Linked DNA regions of Gossypium arboreum: region 2 is linked to region 1. The links are chromatin contacts, called in public Hi-C maps. All regions are on one chromosome and are shown on one strand. Each heading gives the region's core, a stretch centred on a gene start, on an enhancer-like site or on the middle of the called end of the contact. The rest is flanking DNA. Distances are from core to core; before and after follow the strand shown.

What was found. A called contact is a pair of places that touch in the nucleus more often than the background predicts.
Region 2: a contact with region 1 is called in a Hi-C map of leaf, with 3 times the contacts expected there. The contact joins the promoter of LOC108466186 here to the enhancer-like site in region 1. A contact is called at or near these places in 2 of 5 Hi-C or Micro-C datasets (both in leaf).

What each region holds. Positions count from the first base shown.
Region 1 is chr7:11,818,871-11,822,443 of ASM2569848v2, forward strand. It overlaps the pseudogene LOC108484551. Among protein-coding and RNA genes, the nearest start is that of LOC128295186, 35 kb to the left of the region's middle. Within about 2 kb of position 1,996, at least 2 of the 2 cell types and tissues checked have an H3K27ac peak or open chromatin away from gene starts, as enhancers often do. A contact at or near this core is called in leaf, where this site is marked.
Region 2 is chr7:12,075,984-12,079,556 of ASM2569848v2, forward strand. LOC108466186 (chromatin remodeling protein EBS-like) reads left to right here and starts at 1,534. Exons shown (of 5, transcript XM_017766541.2): 1 at 1,534-1,828; 2 at 2,002-2,344; 3 at 2,464-2,532. The coding sequence starts at 1,756.

The DNA of each region.
Region 1 (3,573 bases), core at 746-3,245:
AGGAACAAGTTGGTGGATGAGATGGAAAATGCAGCCAACCATACTTCTTATACCAGAAAACATTGATTTACGCCATATCATTTTTCTTAAACTTTAATTATAAAATAGTAATATTATATTGTGACCAAAAAAAGACATGGATACGGTTTTTAAGGAGTATCCTCGATTTGTTTGTTTTTCTTTTATTTATTTTTTTAATTCATAACTGATGAATGGACTTTGTTGTATCATAAGCTGTAAATTCCCAGTTTTTTTTTTCTCTGTAATTTTTCTTATAGTGAAAAAGAAAGAAGAAAGAGAGTGCAGCTGTTTTCTATTTCTTCCTTTTTATTTTATTAAATTATAATTTTTACATTTGTCGAATATGGTGATATTTGTCCATTCAACGTTGGTTGAATCCAGACAACGGTAAAATTTGATGTACAAGATAGCAATATATATACGTAACACCCAAGACATGAGGATGATAATTAGAGCTCAAAAAGTTGTTGGTGTCAATCCGAGTTTGAAAATTTTGAAGTTTGTAATAGGTTTACTCTTGAGAAAATTTAAGTTTGAGAAAATTTGAGCCTGCCAGAATTTAAAATATAAAAAGTTTGAGCATGTAATAAACTTAAACTCGAAATAAGTATGATTTAAAGTAAAAAAAAGTCCGACTTCATAACTGAATAACTATAATAAACATTAATAAATAATATAAATTTATGGTATTACTTAAAATATAAATAAATGATGATTTCTTATTTTATTTTATTTTGAAAATGTATTTATAAAATCTGAAATAAATGGTAAGAAACGAGTTCATGCAGCTCATAAAATCCAAGTTTGAGATTACCATGATCGAAGAACTCACGTACTTTCTCGGATTACAAGTTAAACAACTAGGAGGAGTATATTTGTCAATCAAAAAATATATGCAGCTAACATGGTGAAAAAGTTAAAACTAGAGCAAGCCAAGAATGCTCGGACTCCCATGGGCTCAAGTGAGAATCTCAGAATAGACAAGAAAGATGTCCCAATTGATAGCACAATCTATCAAAGCATATTTTGAAGCTTACTTTTTTTGACGGCTAGCAGGCCAAATATCTATCAAAGCATGGGTGTACGTGCTCATTTTCAAACTAACCCAAAAGAATCACATCTCAAAGCAGTGAAACGAGTCACCAAATATGTGAAAGGTACTATTGACTATGGGCTTTGGTTCACAATGGATACAAACATGGCTCTTGTTGGATATAGTGATGCAGATTGGGCTAGCAGTGTTGATAATTAAAAAAGTACCTCCGAGGGATGTTTCTTTTGGGAGAATGATCTAGTATCTTGGAATAGCAAGCTCTCAACAACTGAAGCCGAGTATATAGTGGCAAGAAGTTGCTGCATTAACTCATTTGGATAAAACAAATGCTTCAGGATTACCACGTTCTAATGGTGTATTGTGACAATTAACATTTCGAAGAATTGGGTATTGCACTCCCGCACTGAACATATTGAGATTCGACATTACTTTATCCGAGAATTAGTTGAAAACAATATGGTGGAATTGAAGTATATTTCAACAAAGAAGCAATTAGCAGATATTTGGTTTGAATGCCTAAGAGGGTCTCTTGGGCTGTGTCGGATATGAGATCATTTACAATTTTTTATTGTTACTTATTTTCTCTCTCTTCTCTCTTTGTTTTGGAAGGAATTCCGTTGGGCATTAAATTCTTCAAAGTCTTATCGTTCTATTGATGAAAGAGAGAAGAAAGACTCCTCCTTGGGACTTTAAGTCTCTACTCGCCGGTTCCTATCTCCATCCCTTTCCATTCGTTTTTTTTTTCTCTCCATTGAGTAAACATGGGAAGAATGAAAAGAAATGCTAAATGAAAACTTGGAGGGTCTCCAAGCTCCCCCCCGTCAAAGTTGTTGATAACCCATCACAAGAAATTGAAGCACCGTCTACCCCTCCTCATCAAAGTACCGCAATGCCGAAACAGGGGACTGACACTTTGAGTAATTTATCACGCTCTTCAGTTGTTGCCATTAAAGAAATAGACACGATTCTTGCCCAAATTGAACAGACGTAAAATGTTCCAAAAGAGCTGACAACAGTCGTTGAATCCGACAATAGCTTGACGAATTTTGATGAGGAATAAAACTCGTCCCAAGAAGAGGTTAAAAGAACCAACAGAGACACCCGAAGTATAAATTAATTATTCTGTTTAATTTTTTAATTTAACTCGACTCAAATTTTATTTCTCTCGATTTAATTTGAAAATATTTTAAATTAAATTAAAAAATAAAATATGACTTGTCAACTCTATTAATTCGACATTATTTTCACTCAATTTAATCGAATACTCACCTCTAATAAGAGTCGATTACATTTTGTCCTTTTACTAAAAAAATAAATAAATTAGTCCCTACATATTAAATCAAAGGACAAATTAATTTTTTAGTTTAAAATTATATCTAATTCTATTATTAAAAACTAGTATGATTAAATAAAATAATTAAATTGTTATACATTATGTGCTATTTATACCATAAGTAGACATATAAAAATAATTTTAATAATAATAATGAATAAAAATTTTAATAGAAAAATCAAATTTATTTTTAATCTAATATATAAAATTTAATTTATAAAACAAAACATAATCCCATTTGTAACATAAGTGCCTTCATAATGTGCATAGAGTTTGGACAAAAAGCAGTGGGCTGCCGTCTCGTAAAAGCAAATAACATTTGAGAGAATTGCAATGCAATTCAATAATACAGAGCATGTGACCGAGTCGACAGACAGAGGCCATTACTTCCAACTCTAAACTGAGTTGTCACACCTGGCTATGCAACTCAGCTCTGACGCTTCTCGACAAATAGCTTCTCCTTTTTTTTTTCTTTATTTTCAAACTGTAATTTTTAAAAGAGGTTATTGAGTATTTAGTATTTTTTTCCCCGGAAAAAATTCTCCCTCCACCATCTGCTTTCATTAAACAAAAAATTTTGATTGAAGCAAATATGCAAAATAGATAGCGTATTCAACCTCCAGCTACAAAAATTAATTCCTTTTTTACGAGTATTTTTCAAAAAGGTACATAAAATATACTTTATTATTACGGATAAGTATTGAACCCCAACTATGTAGTTAAAGCATGAAGTAATCAACTATCACACAATATTTCATGATTAAACTCTGTAACAAGATTGATTCAGGTCAAATTAGCACTCAATAATTAAAATTCATATTAAATCATAATTTTGTAATCAAACCAGTTAATTGAATTGTTAAATATGACTCCTATTTTCAATTAAATTTGAAAAATAATCTTTCAGTTAAACTCTGTTTATTTATTTCAATCAAACACGAATTAGTTTAGATTATTTTATTATTATTTGACCTATAAATTTAGCCTATAAATAGGCTCTTTTACAACTTTAGAAAAACACACCCATTAGATATTAGAACTCATAACACTTTAGAGATTTTTGTGTTTACGTTTTGATGGTTCTTTGTTTTCGAGTTTTCGGGGTTTAGTCTTTATCTCCATCTTTTGTACTCTTCGTTCTTTTGCCATCATAGTAAAATTATCT
Region 2 (3,573 bases), core at 284-2,783, 260 kb after region 1:
AGGACCTTTAATTTAATGTTCTATAGCTATTGGACACTTTTAGCTAATAGAACACAAGTTTTACGCTTTACGCGAATTAGTCCTTTTTACCGAATTAAGCATTCAAATAGTAAAATTTCTTTACGAAACTTTCACACAGTAATTCTATCATGTTGTAAACTTTAATAAAATAATAAAATAAATATTTTTACCTTGAATTTATGGTCCCAAAATCACTGCTTTCGATTTGACTAAAAACAAGTCATTATAATAATTATTTGATTTTATGATATTATAATATACCATACCCACAATGTAATTGAAAAATAATGATATTTAACATATAAAAATTATATACAAGGAACAATATATAAAAAATTAGTTGAAACTTGTAAATTTTTTTAACATAATGATATTAATTATATAATTACATATTAATTATTTTGTTTATATAAATAAAGGAATTATTAATTAAAACATAAATTAAAAATAAAATAAAATAACTTGATAACAACAATTTTATTAATTAAGAATTTAAAAAAGGAAAGAAAATGTTTGAAGCAACATAGAGAAAAATAAAAACAAAAATGGCTAGGAAGGAATTAAACAAAAGTCACAACATGACAACATCAACATTAACCACTAAGCCAAGAATTATGACATATTAATAAGAAGCGCTTCCTAAAAGTGCATTTTATTGAAACATATAATAAAATATTCCTTAAATTACAATATTTTCTTATAACTACCAAAATCATTAATTATTTATTCAAATTCCTAATCAACAACACAAATTTCTAATTAAATACTAAAATTGTATTGAAAACCCAAATTTATAAAAATTCTTTATTTTTTTAAAAATTGTTAATTAAAAATTGAAAAATTTATAATGCCAAAAAATTTATAATTTTTATGATTTTTAAAATTTTTAATTAACAATTTTTACAATTTTATAAAGTTGAGTTTCCAATAGTACTTTGAGGATTTTGAGTCAATAAGTGATGGTTTTATTGATTGTTAGAGAATGCTATTATTTATGAGATATATTATAATTTAAAAAATATTTTATTATGTGTCATATAAAGAGATTGTGAATCGATGACATGAAACGTTGACTCCAAATGTTGACCGATATTGACTGGTCAACATGCCACATCATCTATTTATATGACACGTAACAAAATATCTCACAAATTACAATATTTTTTAACAACTATTAAAATCATTAACTATTGACTCAAATTTCTAATGAAAATACAATTTTCTAAGTAAATATTAAGAGTCTTATTGAAAAATCAACATTATAAAAATTCTTAAAATATTTTTAATTAAAAACTGTAAAATTTATAATGCCAAGGAATAATATTATGATTTTTCAACATATATGAATAATAAAATAAATAAAATTGGTGAATAAATCTATTTATATAATAATATCTCTATTAATTCCTGACTGATTAATTTGATAGAAGCTCCCCCTAAAAGTGCAACGGGTGTATAACATTGATATGCTGACGTGTCGTCCTATTCCAAAAAAAATAAAAATTACTGCTTTTATTTGTCTATTTTTTTTCTTTTTCGATCGCTTCCGGATCTTCTCTTACAAACAGTCCTTTTATTATCTCCCAGTTGTTAGGGTTTGTTTCTTTGTCTCCCTCTTCTCTCTCTCGATTCCTTCATTTCCATCCCCCAATTCTCCCTTTTCTTTTTCACCATTTAAAACATCAACGAAAATCTCAGTCTTCCTCACATTTTCATTCACAAACCAACCCTTTCATGGCCAAGACCAAACCTGGCAAGAAGGACCTTGATTCCTACGCTATCAAAGGCACCAACAAAGTTGTTCGTCGTATGTTTCTATCTAAACCCATCTCTTTCTTTTTCCTTTTTACATTTCAAAAACATCCCAAAATTCGTTTTCGTTTTTTCTTAGACCTTTCTTGTCTTAAAATTTATAACTCGCAAATGTGTTTGGATTTTGGGAAATGGTTGGATATATTTTATATTTGGTTTGTTTTGCAGCTGGTGATTGCGTGCTGATGAGACCGTCGGACTCCGATAAGCCACCGTACGTGGCTCGTGTAGAGAAGATCGAGGCCGACCATCGGAACAATGTGAAGGTTCGAGTTCGATGGTACTATCGGCCGGAGGAGTCTATTGGGGGGAGAAGACAGTTCCATGGAGCCAAGGAGCTCTTTTTATCAGACCATTATGATGTGCAAAGTGCCCACACCATTGAAGGAAAGTGTATCGTCCACACTTTCAAAAACTACACTAAGCTTGAAAATGTTGGTGCTGAAGATTACTTTTGTAGGTTCGAATATAAGGCCGCCACCGGTGGTTTCACTCCGGACCGGGTGGCAGTGTGAGTACCTTCGGTTTTTTCTTATGTTTTGGGGTTAAGTTTAGGGTAATTTTCTTTTTCCAGTGTCTTATATGTTCTTCGAGTTTGTTCACTAACTCTTCGGGGTTTCGGTTTTGAAGGTATTGCAAATGTGAGATGCCATATAACCCGGATGACCTTATGGTGCAATGCGAAGGATGCAAGGATTGGTAAATTCCTTGCTCACTTATTTCATTCTGCAATCAATGTGAACTGTTCACCTTCCTTGTGCTTGTGTGTGTAGAACTGGAGATTAAATTCATTTATTTTTGGTGGTTTCATATTGATTTGTGAGCTGAAAGGGTTTCTCACTAATGTTGCACTTACTTTTGCTCTAGTTTTAATTTAAGTCTGCCTAAGTTTTTAACTCAGCTACTTCGGATGTTTAAATATAATATGCTAATCCTACTAGGTTGTTACCATGAAAAAGTTGCTTTTTTTTTTCTTTCCTTTTTCGATTAATTGGTACTCTTGAGTCTTGAAGCAAAGGATATTTGCATGCATTTTGTTTTGTTTGATAGAGAACACTTTTAATTCCTTGTTTCCGTTATTCACGGAACATCTGTTGATGAGTGATTTTTCCACTATTGAGTTTAATCCTACTAGGTTGTTGTTGTTAACAAGTTTGGCTATTTTTGGATAACCGATAGCTCTTGAAGCAAAAGGATATTTGTATGTATATTGTTTTGTTCCATAGCAAATGCTTTTAGTTCCGAGTTCCATTATTCATGGAAAATACAATGATGAATGATTTTCCATTGTTGAGTACTGGGGTAGTGTACTTTGACTTAATAATGGCCTTGGAAATAAGTTTGTAGCATCCAAACTTTTTTTCCCCAATAAAGACTTTCTGGGTCCTTTCTCTTTTGGTATTGTATCTATGAAGCAGTGGTTTTGTAGAGACTGAAAGCAATTAATTTAAGGTATTGCAGCTGTAATGGTAGATTCATTAGCGAGATCAACATCAGTTTCAATTGAAGATGCAAAATTTTTCATTTCCCCATTAGGAATCTTTAAGCTGATCTGCTAATGCCATCTGATCTAACTTCATTACTCTGTTGTCTTCAGACATAGTTCATTTCCATATTAACATTCTACAATAATCTGAAGTCAGCTATTCAACGTGTAAATGGTAGCAATTTTATGATCTATAATTTGATGAATGTTAATGTCAATAAGGTTTTAGTTGATTGATATTGTATTGAAAAAGA